Regions from separate parts of the Rattus norvegicus genome. Here region 2 is linked to region 1. The links are chromatin contacts, called in public Hi-C maps. All regions are on one chromosome and are shown on one strand. Each heading gives the region's core, a stretch centred on a gene start, on an enhancer-like site or on the middle of the called end of the contact. The rest is flanking DNA. Distances are from core to core; before and after follow the strand shown.

Region 1 (6,278 bases), core at 413-2,912:
GGGAATCTCAGATACATTGTAGCCTTGTAGCCGCTCCTTACTACCCGCTTTCTGTTAGTTAAGTCTGAATGCTACTCAAGCCTTCCTGTGTGGGTTTGAAGGTGATCATCACACGGAGGAATTTCTTGCTAGGGGCAATTTAGGTTATGATATGAGCCGATTATTAATACACTACTGCGTCCCTACTTTCTTGCAAAAGGAAGAAAATTAGGCTGTCTCTGTCTCTCTGTGTCTCTGCCTGTGTTTGTCTCTCTCCTTTCTGTCTCTGTCATTCTCTTCGAAGGTGGAGTGTGCCCTCCTCTTATTACTCTGTAGGCGCCCTAGAGGGTCACACTGTAATGTGGGCCCGTCCTTTTGGCATTTGGTTAAAGCTGAGGTGATCTTTGCAAGAGGTTGCTATGACAATTTGCCAACAGCATAGCCTGTACAACTCTGCAGGAGGTAGCTCCCTCTAGACTGAAGTCTGCTCTAGTTGGGGCCAGCACTCTGGGACTTGGAGAAGACACAAGGAGCAGGGCAATAAGGGATGGACACAGGACTCCAGGAGCAGTTCAGAAACTAGGCACCTCCCAGGAAGGAAGTGCATGCCTGGACGCGGTCCAACTTTCTTCCCTATCTGCTGGGGATTTTTCGAGCTTTCGCTCCACACCTGACTGTTCAAGTGGACAAAGGTGCCCAAGTGTGCCACGCACGACAAAGCATAGGTGTGCGACAGAGAAACAAATGCTGTTCTTTCTGGGAAGCAGAGGCTGTAGCCCACGAATGAATAGGGCAGGGAAATTCTCCACGTGTCTGGGAAGGGAAAGAAAAAAAGAATCTTTTCCTCCGAGGATGTGGGGAATCAGAGGTGTCGCCCCAGTGCAGCAGAGAGCTGAAAGGAAGGTGTGTCTGTCTCAGTGGCCGCGCTGGGGAAAGGCTTCGAGTTGTAAGGAAATGGGAGGCGTCTCTGATGTTTATTTTTGCCTAGCAACCCACAGCCAACTGCTACCTCAGCTGCGGTCCACAGGCGCCTGTCTGCCTCCCCTTGTCCTAGAGACTGGAGGGCAGCGGTCACTCGGTGTCAGTGAATCAGGGAGGGCGTGCGTGGCCGAGATGGAAGTGGAAGGGCAGCCCCTTCCTTCGTCCATGCTTGGGTCACCAAGCTCAGCCGCAGTCCCTCCTCGGGGCCTGACTTTCCGAGGTGACCCTCATACAACTAAGTTCTCTCCATGATAAAACTGGGGAGAGGGGTTGGCTGGGCCACTGGGACAGGGACAGGGGCCGGGGCTGGGGGGCCGCAGTATTGTCTGGGAGCAGCCATTAGGGGCGGTGTTTAGGGGCGTGATGGGAGAGGGAGGGGTCTCTGCAGCAATTTCGGGAGGAGGCCGGCCGCGGTAGGTTGCGCGGTAGGGCAGGGAGGGGCGTCGCAGGGGCGAGGGGGACACGGGGAGAGGGCAGATGGCCGCAGGGGAGGCGCAGGGCGAGCCCGAGCCGCAGTTTTCCTGGGAGCGGAGGACGGCTCTGCGGAAGATCGGAGAGGGTGGGACTCCCGGGGTGGCGGGTGGGGGTGGGGTGGCCGCCAGCCTGTGTGGCTGGGGCCGGGGGAGTCCGGGGCGGGGCCTCAGCGGGGGCGGGGCTGGCCTTCTCGGGCGCGAGCCGCGGGGGCGAGCGTGTGTGCGAGTGTGCGCGAACGCGCGCAGGCCCGGGAGGAGGCTCCCGAGCGAGTGGGTCCCGGCGGCCGCAGCCCGCTCCCCGCGGCCCCGATGTGAGGGAGTCGGGGAGGCCAGCGGTGCGGCAGGGGAGGGCGAGGCATGTGCACGGGCCGGGGGGTACAGCAGCCGCCCGAGGACGAGGGGGACGGCGGAGGCGAGGAGGAGAGCGGGGGGCTCGCGGCGGCGGGTCCGGGCCGAGGGGATGCAGTGGACTGCGTGTGTCTGGCTGTAGCGGGAGAGAGGAAGCGACGAGGCGCGGGGGACCCGCGTGAGGGGCGACCAGGAGGCGGCGGCGGCGGCGGCGGCGGCGAGGAGTAGCGGCGGGACCGGCGGCGAGGGCAGCACTGCCATGCACGTTCCTCTCCCGCGGCCATGTTAACCAGGAAACCTTCGGCCGCCGCTCCCGCCGCCTACCCGACCGGTAAGGGCCCCGGGACCCTGTCGGCGGCACGGGGCGCGGGCTGCGCGTGTTGGTGCCCCGGGATCCCTGAACCCGGCGGGTTGAGCGAGGGGCATCCGGAGCGCGACCCCGCCGCAGCGCCCTCTCGGTGGCCCGCCCTCCCCTCCCCCGGCCCGGCGACGTGGGCTCCGGAGCTCTGGCCCAGCGCTGCTCCCCTCCGGGTCGCGAACTTAACTTTGCAGCTGGCGGGTGCGCGCCGGGGAGCCGCGTCCCGACCCCCCTCCTTTCCCGCACGCCGCCGGCTTTTCCCGGGCCGGGTGTCTCCTTCCATCTTCTCCCTGGAAGAGGGGGTTCTCTGCCCACCGGGGCGGGGGCGGGGGTCTGGGTAGCTCTCTTTCCCCACCCTGACCCTCTTTTGTCTCCTCCCGCGCGTGGCTCCCAGGCCGAGGAGGGGACACCGCCGTTCGCCAGCTTCAGGCTTCCCCGGGGATCGGCGCGGGGGCTCCCCGAAGCGGAGTGGGGACCGGCCCACCCTCCCCCATCGCCCTGCCGCCTCTCCGGGCCAGCAACGCTACCACTACATCCCACACGGTGAGACCTGGCTTTGGGAGGGCGCCGGGCAGACCCCTGGCTTGTTGGGTTCTTGCTGTGGGAAGAGAGGGCCGAATCTCCACGCCCCTGGCAGGGGCCTGTCCTCGACGCCGCCCTCTGTAACTTGGGCGAGCCCCGAGCTGCTGCCACAAAAGAGATTCGTGGCGTGGGCCCCTCGCTTCCCTCTGAAGCTCGCCCACACCAGAGCTCCTTTTCCTGGGAACTTCCTCCTTGCGCCCCCTCCCCCCTTTTTTCATCTGTGCTTCCTAGAGCTCCCTTCCCCGGCCGGTAAACATCTATTCCCAACCCCAGGGGTAGTGGATATTTATAGAAACGTATGTGTTAGGGGACAGCTAGGCTACCCTGCCCGGAAAATCGATCCCCCAAAGAGCCTCAGAGGCCTGGCTGCAGCCAGCAGGGAGCACCCGCCAATTGTCCCCCGCGTGTGTAAGCATGTTTTATGAGAGCTACAGGTTTGAGCACAGCAGAAATTGTAATTAACATTAACAAAAATAAGAGCTACAGCAGTAGTCAAAACAAAACAACCACCACTGTAGGATTCTCAGCGTGGATATTGACTCAAAAGGAAAGGGCCGGCTTTGCTTTGTAGGTGGCAAGGGAAGGGCACCTGACAAGGGCTGTGCAGTCCCTTGAGGCCCTGGGGAGTGCGGAGCCTGGGACTGGTGGCTGCAGAGACTGGGGAGCTGGGCTGACTTCAGCTTGTACCTTTCCTCAGCCCCTAGCGATGGCCTTTGGATGGTGACCATGAGCCTAAAGGAGGTGTGCGCTTGCAGGTGATGGTTTTAAAGATCTCTTTCCCAAAGGCTCTCTGGGAATGTGAGCAACCTAGGATGGTTTCTGTGTGAGGTTGCCTGCAGGATGTAGGATTTTGTGGCTAAGTGAAAGTTGCTTGAAAGTACCCACCCATGGTTTGTGGCCTGCAGGGAGCATCTCTGGGGGGAAGAAGGGGAGTCATTTGTGACTGAAACTTGTTTATCACGGGAGATGAGACCGACGTTAGCTGTGCTGGAGGCGTACAAGAGAGGTAGACAATTTCATAGACATGTTTTGTTATTCTCTGTTTTTCTCGGTGAGTCTATGCTAGGAGCTGGGGATTCATTACACAGGGATGAACTCATCTGGGTCGTACTATCTCGCTGGGAAAGAGAGCCTGCAGGTAGTGGGGATGTGACTGCCACAAGGGCATCCTAGAAAGGAGTCATCGTTGGTTTTGGAGGTTTGGCTTTTCTGTGGTTTTGGCTGGTTTAGAATCATCTGACAGTTTGGAAAACCCAGCGTCCATTTCCCCCCCATGTGTTGGTGTGATCGTGTTACATGTTGTGAACTGGACAAGGAATAACTCAATTTGCATTCGATTTCCAAGTTTTGTTAAGGATGGCCTTTGCCTGATCAGAACTTCTTTGCAACTGAAATATGTCATGAAATTGGGAGAGGGGAAAACTGCCACAAGTGGAAAGCCTGTGTGGCACCGGAAAGGAAAAGGCATGAAGGTGATTTCGGCATAGATGCCTGTGCTGTGCTGTGGCCTGTGTGTGACATGGCTGTTATACACCGAAGGGTAAATTTCAGTTGCTCCGCATCCTTGGACGCTCCGTTTTGAAAGTGAAGCTTTATGTTTCAAGTGTTTTGATGTGGTTCGTAGGACTCTACAGGTTTCCCGGCTCAGGGGCGTTGAGGAACACAGAGTTTATCCGGCTCCTGTGCATGTTTGCATGGGAATGAAGACTCCACAAGTTAACTGAGCTGTCAGGAGTCCGTGGACAGCTCGAATGTGTATCGTCAGTCACACACCTTCCCAACTCTTCATTTAATGTACTACTTGGGACTACTGGTTCAGGGAACCAGTATTAGCTTTGTTATAAATACTAGAATCTTTGCAGATTTAGAGTCCCCTGCCTTCCACACTTTCAGAAGTGTTTGTGTGTTTATTTCTGGAGCTACACCTGGCAGGAACTGTGGAGGAATGACTGAGGGAGAAAGGTTAGTAAGAAAAATGAGCAGAGCAGGCCCACCTTTTCCCTTAAGCACACGTCTGGAATATGAACTTTGGAATTTCCCATGGTAGTTTGCTTTCTTTCTTTCTTCCTTCCTTTCTTTCTCTCTTTCTCTCTCTCTTTCTTTCTTCCTTTCTTTCTTTCTTTCGTCTTTCTTTCTGACTTTTATTGTATACTATAGCAATTTAGTTTTAGGTCACCTTGTCCTAAAAGTCAAACTAATAAGTCTCTCAATTCTCATCGGCTTTTTTTTAAAAAATAATATATAGGAAATGATAAAATATTGGAAACCTTTTCGTTTCTATCAACTCCAAGATATTGGTATATATCTTTATAACTTTTTAATGTTTAAATTACTCATCCGTGATTTATTTTTCCACTCCTCAGTTTTATTCCCACAACACCACACAACATTTCTAAGATGATTTGGGGAGGCTTTAACACACCCAGAAGTCTTAGCTCGAGGAGCATCTGTCGCTTGCCATTTTGGTTCTGCAAGAGGGTGATAAAGCGCTAGACTTCTTACTGTTGTCTGATAGAATTTTCAATACTAAACTACTGCACTAATATTAATACTACGTTTCCGGGAGGGCTTGATGGGTCTCTCCACTTTAATGCATGCATTTGTGGAGAGGTAAAACATTACCTCTCAGTTCCAGCTTGTGTTCTGGTCCTGGCATGTCTGACCTTCTTGGGGGCCCCTCCCCATTTCTCAGTTTTGTGCATTTGATTTTGGTTGTGATTTCAGGGTCCTGCCCAAAGTCCTCTTCTTACTGGAACCTTCAAGTAAATATCTTTAACTCCTGGAATGTGTAAGGCTCTTGGGTGTTGTTAAGATGTCTGCCTCAGGTACTTTTTAACCAGCTGTCCTTTGCCTCGGAGGCCCAAGCAAGATCTTGTGACTTGGGCCTCTTGGGATATTTCCCAACTCCCTCAGTGTTGACTTCATGTTTTCTTTTGAAGATGCAAACACCTATTGCTGAAGAATGGCTCCAAGAGACATTTCTTGATGTGCGCGCTTCTAGTTGGGAGATATTCATTAAATTCTCACTGTGTCCCTGAGTTTGTTGTCGAGGACGTAGGATAAATAGGAAGTGACCCTCTCGCTGTAATTTCTCAGTGTCCAGACAGATGGATGCAGTTTTTGTCAAACCAGAGTAAAATGAAGCAGCGAGCACACTAGGTACAGAAGAAGAGATTTAATAGATTAGAGGACTTGAGAGCTCTGGGGTTTGAAGAATGAGTAGGAGTTTATCATCTGGACCGTGGAAAGAAGGAGATTCAAAGCAGCGACTGAAAAGGGTAGTGGTCATAGCTGTTACCTGCTCAGTACTAAACCAAGCACTTTCCACATGTAGCTGCTCTAATCTCCCTAAGAGCCCTAATGAAGTAGCTTGGGAACTTTTTACACACAAGGACACTGCAGTTCAGCCCAGGGCCACACAGTAACTGGGGTAGCTGCATTCACTTCATATGTGAAAATCTCTGGGCTCTGAAAAAACTGCCTTCATCAACAAGTGGGGGTGTGAAAATGCATGGGATTCCTGGATCAGCCTTGATCCCCTGAGATGGATAGATCAG
Region 2 (5,708 bases), core at 581-3,080, 51 kb before region 1:
TCTATAATGCCAAGATTTATGTTCCATTTTAGAAGTAGACACATAAAGATCTATTTTTTGGGGTGTGTGTAACATGGCATTTTGATGTACATTAAACTATGCCATGGTAACTATCCCTCCCTTCTTATCTTTCAGACAAGGGCCAGCCTAGGAAGACAGTTTCGCCACCTACCTTGGAGCTTCAAGCTATCAGAACCAAAGCACCCATGAAGCAGAAACCAGCAGCCCAAATTAAAACCGGATGCAAAGGTGTCAGGTCTCCACAGGATGACTTTATGTATATGTGGAAACCAGGAAGCTTCCAGAAAGCTGAAAATATCTGTGCTCACACAACTAGTCGCACCTCTGGCCTCTGCTTCAGTTTCCTAGCTTTTCTCTCCTCCCACAAACTTCTGACTCCTGCTGCTTTTTGCCATATCTAGCCCAGACCTTAGCAGCTATGGCTAGGGAGGAGGACTGAGGAGTGACACATTACCCCAGACCCTAAGCCTCAGGTGTCCTTCTAAGAACTGCCGTGCCCAGCAAAGTTTGATGCACAGCTCTCCACTTCTTCCATAGTTTCTGATGACACTGGAACTTTCTTTGAGGAAAACTGAAAAGAATCCATGGAACTCCCAAGCCCCAAACCACAGAAACCCCATGTCACAGTAAAATTAATCTAAGTCTCTGCACCATATTCAAGCCTTGTGGTGCTGTTCTTGGAGCAAACCAGAACTCTTTAGGAACCTACTGGCATCTGTGACATGTCTTTGAAGGTTTAATGTTAATGAACTGGCAATTTTCTAAGAGAGAGCTCCCCTCTCCCCAGTGTGTAGCAATATGTTGAGAGAAAACAAGATGTGTAATCCATGAGGAGAGAGACAATGTATTCTTCCTAAGGTAGATACACGAACCGTGCTGTGCTGGCCAGCATCAAGACAAGAAGTAATGGCTGTCTTCCTCAGTCTGCACTCTGCCTTTGCAACAACGTTTCAAAAGCTTTGCTGGGTGGTTCTTGAAGGGCATTGGTTGAACAAGAGCAGGATGATCAGGGCAAGTGGCCATGGGGAGTGCCTTTCTGACCCATACAAGCTGTGCTAATGCTGCTCTGTGCCTTCCTCTGCTCTTCCTGTCAAAAGAGATTCTGAGGGAGAAGGAGAGGAGAGGGATGTGCCTTGGCAACTATCACCAGGAAACCGATCTCGCCAGAGCTTTCAGTTAGAAAGGCAACCCACTTATTGTGATGGTGAGAAACCTTCCCCTGTAAAGAATATTGTTACCTTTAGTGTCTGTTTAAAAACAAAAGTCGCTCCGCTTGATCATCACAAAGAACAAAGGAAGAAGAAAACCACGGCCTGTCCCTATCTCTCATGGAATCTCTGGTAAGTTTTCCTCAGATGAGCACCCCCCCACCCCCAGTATAAAACGACGATGCACAAGATAAAAGCAAAACGAAATGCATAAAGCAGAGATCAACCTGCTCTTACACCTGCCTCCTGCTTTCAAGGCTTTATTTATCTGTATAAATACATTACATACGTGTTCGTTTGCATTTACCTACATGAAATAGGAGGCAACGCTGCTCACATTTCTCTTTTAGCATCTTGCAGAGTGTTCTCACCCTCCCTAAGGCTACCACCCTTTCACCTCACCCTGTGCTCACCCCAAACCATAAAATTATTTTTGTTGCTAGTTTTTAAGCTTGCTACTGTTGTGACTCACAATGTAAATATCTGATATTTCCCATGGTCTTGGGCCATCTTTAGGAATCTCCTTTACTGTTGTGCTGTGCTGACCAGTGTTATTTTCGATGACCACTGGAGGACTTTGGTATTTAAGAATGTAAGTAGTGATTATGTGGGTCATCCCTTACTGGGACAAGATGAAAACAACTTAAGGGAGGAAGGACTTATTTGACTCACGGTTTCAAGGGATTTCAGTCTTCTGTGGTTGGGATGGAAAATGGAACAGCTTGGACCATGTTGACAGAAGCATTGTCCCATTTCGGTCAGTCAACCAGGTAGCAGGGTATCATACGCCTCTTCAAGTATCCACCCCTCCCCTGAAATTCACCTCCATCAGCTAGACATCACATCCTAAAGAATTCGATAACCTCTGAAAACAGCACTACCAGCCAGGCACAGAAGAATTGAAACATATGAACCTGGGGGAGAGAATCAGACTCACACCACCAGAAAGAAAAGCAAGAGGCTGCCTCAATTACCATTCATGAATTGCTCAGCTCCTTATATTCATTGAGCACACAGTATACAGCAAACATCTTCTTAGGAGCCCCAAGAAGGATAATTACCCCAAAGTCACACAGATCACAGCTGGAACAGAGAGACACTTTTTTGGTCACTTTGAGATGTGACTAATCAGGGATGGTACAACCACAGAGAATTGGTGCTTAATATCCACTTGAACTTGAGGAGAAAGTGTCAGAGCAACCCACCAGTGGGAAGACTTGGGGGCATGAAGCATTGTAGTGTATTCACAGAGAAGCAGGGGGTTTGAACTTTGCAGACTGCTCTATTCCCCAGAAAGCTAGACAAGGAGGAGACTGGGCCCAAATCCTGTACCACAAGGACCCGGGAAACTAAATTCTATCCAAGTTACCGAACTGCTGACAGGTAATTAAGAAAGGCCAGTAAAGTTTTCAATAGACTATTCCTGTCGAAATAATTTTCATGCCTTTTTAACTCTTGATAAGTGTATTTCCATAATCTCCATAAGGGAGTGGAGGATCCCTCAGAAGGGCACACTAGAGCCAGATAGATTTCACAGTGGGAGTATTTACATGGTGGAAAGGGGCCAACACACAACTCAGGGTTTGTGTTTGCGCTTGTTCTCCCCAGGGTGCCTGCTGTTAAACATCTGTCAGCACACTACTGATTCCTCCCCCACTGAAGGAACCAGGAACCATTAAAAACATCCACAACTTAATTCCTTCCAGAGGCACCAACTGCAAAGAGGTCTCCTCCTAGCTGCTCACCCCATCGCCCAAGTCCCAGGGCCCTTTCCACTGTCTCAATCATCAGCGTTTCAAGGGCTGTACCATAAACCTCCCTGTACATCTGCAAAGCCCAGAGACTCTTGTGCCCGGCCCTGGTAAAGACCAAGCCTTTGGCAGGCGAGCATGGAGACTTCATTTTAAGAACGTGCTTCTCAAAGGTCAGAGGGACCAGGTGAAAAAGGGCTACAGCTCATCCCAGGCCTAAGAGGCCTATGGTTACTCTGACTCACCAGCAAACCGGTCCAGCTTGTTCAGCCTGTTCATGGATTACCTGACCAGCCTTAAGTCATTATTAGCCCTGGGGCCACTGAGGTTTCTTCTGCTCATAGGGAGAAGCTTCGGGTCTTTTCTGAGGTCCAAAGAGAGGCGTTGTCTGTTTATTTATTTTTGCCATAAATGGTTCTGTTGGATCAAAGTGATGATACTGACTCAGTCTCCTCCCTGCCCCTTCTGCTGCCAAGTGTCCATGATCACCTTGTAGATAACACGTGCAGCCATTGAGCCCCAGTGTCCAAAACGAGCAGCAGGCATTTGATTAGGCTGTATGGGCAGCCACACTGGAGTCACCGAGGCAGTGTGGAAGCACAACTATACCATTTCTTCCCATCGCTCTGAAGTAGGTGGAAAGGAGGACCTGGAATTGAGGTGACTACCCCAATCCTGGCTTGAGAGCCTGCAGTTTGGGGAATGATGGTTATGTTATCGGCTCCTATGGGGGGAGGATGAAGATCAGCTCTTACATCATCTTAACAATAACAGGGCTGAACGTTTCATATCATGATGTAAGTGTGTGGATACTAGACAGAGCATTGGATTTGAGTGAGAGGGGTAAGGAGGGTCTGGGAAAGCAGAGGCATGTGATACCATGTTCTGTGGGCCGGCAGATTACCACTCCCACCAACATGGTTCACCAGAGCCTACTGATGGCCATACAAAGGCAAATCAGCTCTGTTTTGGAGGGTGCTATCCTGAACCGGGGCTCATTTCTTTTTATTAAAGATACCACTGAATAGGCTCCCTAGAGCAGGGGTTCTCAGCCTTCCTAATGGCTGTGACCCTTTAAGACAGTTCCTTGTGTTGTGGTGACCCCCAACCATAAAACCGTTTGCATTGTTACTTCATAACTGTAATTTGGCTACAAATTGTATGGATCACAATACAAACACCTGTGTTTTATGATGGCTTTAAGCCACCCCCGTGAAAAGGTGTAGAGGGCATGACCCACAGCTTGAGAACCTTCCTATCCCCTTTGTGTCACAGGCAAACTTGCTTTTCTCAGGGAGACTCTCCTTGTTTCAGGATTTCTGGACATAACCTTGCTGGCTTCTTCCTGATGGAGTTGGAGAAAGAAATATTGTAGGACTAATTTATTTTATTATTAAGTAGCATTCTTGTTGCTAGGTCAAATATACTTCCGTGGAATTTCTGGGACCCAGGACTTTGCACAGCTGAAGTCAGAAAAGTTTCTGACAAACTGATATGAGTTAATCATAGGCGCCTTTATTCAAGAGTGCCTAACCGTCACGTGAGGAAGGCAGTCAAAGGCTGTCGAATGGGATGAGTAATGTTGAAGTGGCTTGGACTTTTGTGTTCTGAATTTTCCAGAATGTGTACATTCATACAAATCATCTCACTTAATGCTATTGATGCTCAAAGCAAACAAAGGCATTAGTTACTTTAATGCTTCCATAACCAGAATCCCTGACAATATGTATTTAGATCCCAGTTTCAGGCACGTTACTCTGTTACTCTGCTGTGTCAGGCAGGGAGGCTGTGACAGAGCAATTCACAGCACGGTGGCCAGAAAGTCATACTGGGAATCCATCAAGAGGTGAATCCACGAATGAGGTCAGAGCCCTCCCTATCTTGCCACATCTGATGGTGTTTTCACAGAGATCCCCCCTCCTTAAGCTGTGTTTTATCTGTCACCTAGGTGCTTCTCATTTAATAACGTTGAGAATTCACCGTATCCATCACAGCAAAGAACTGATTGCAGGTTTATGGTGCTGGAAAGCTGGGCCATGAAGGATCGGCATCTCGCTCAGTGACACTTCTGGTGAATGGCAAAAGACAGACACTGGCTTCTGATCTCAGTGGAGCAAAGGGGACATTGAATGGTTGATATTGTGTCCCTCCCAGTATCCTGTTGTCTCTATGTTACAGGAAGAATGGGTTTGCTTTTTTTCCTCATCACCTAGCTATATTTTTCATTTTTTCTTTTTTTTTCTATCATTCTCTGTTGCAGAGTATCAATCTTGTAGTGGAGAATTAAATAGAAAGTCATAAGCATATCCCTTCAAATGACCGGAGAGCAGAGAGTACAGAAGATAAGATATGATGTTGCCCAAGATCATATTTGAATGAACCATGACATGGCTTCCAGATGATGAGGAAGGAAATGAAATAAGGTGTCACTGGTCTAGCAGGGGAAGCTGAGCAGGGCATCTCAGTGTGCCTGGAGACCAAGAGCCAATGTGAGCGGCATCCAGACCGGCTGGAAGTGTGGAGCTGGACCTAGTATCCCAAGTCGAGAACCACAACCCAGGGGAACCTCTTCCTGTAAGACGGTGGGTGTTAAGACTGCACTTGATATTTCACTCTGATACCGGTATCTAAGTTGGCCTGTATAACGTGCTATCAAGTCAAATGAAAATGGCCTTAAAGTCAGAGACGTTAGGACCAAACCAGTGACAGAGTATAGGTGTCCAGTGGG

What was found. Hi-C and Micro-C count contacts between places; a contact is called where the count stands out from the background.
Region 2: a contact with region 1 is called in a Hi-C map of mammary epithelial cells, with 2.0 times the contacts expected there. The contact joins the enhancer-like site here to the promoter of Dyrk2 in region 1. A contact is called at or near these places in 2 of 12 Hi-C or Micro-C datasets (hepatocytes and mammary epithelial cells).

The regions. Positions count from the first base shown.
Region 1 is chr7:56,244,044-56,250,321 of GRCr8, reverse strand. It overlaps Dyrk2 (dual specificity tyrosine phosphorylation regulated kinase 2), which reads left to right and starts at 1,662. Exons shown (of 3, transcript NM_001108100.2): 1 at 1,662-2,112; 2 at 2,534-2,682. The coding sequence starts at 2,064.
Region 2 is chr7:56,295,568-56,301,275 of GRCr8, reverse strand. No RefSeq gene overlaps it. Among named protein-coding and RNA genes, the nearest start is that of Dyrk2, 50 kb to the right of the region's middle. Within about 2 kb of position 1,830, at least 5 of the 93 cell types and tissues checked have an H3K27ac peak or open chromatin away from gene starts, as enhancers often do.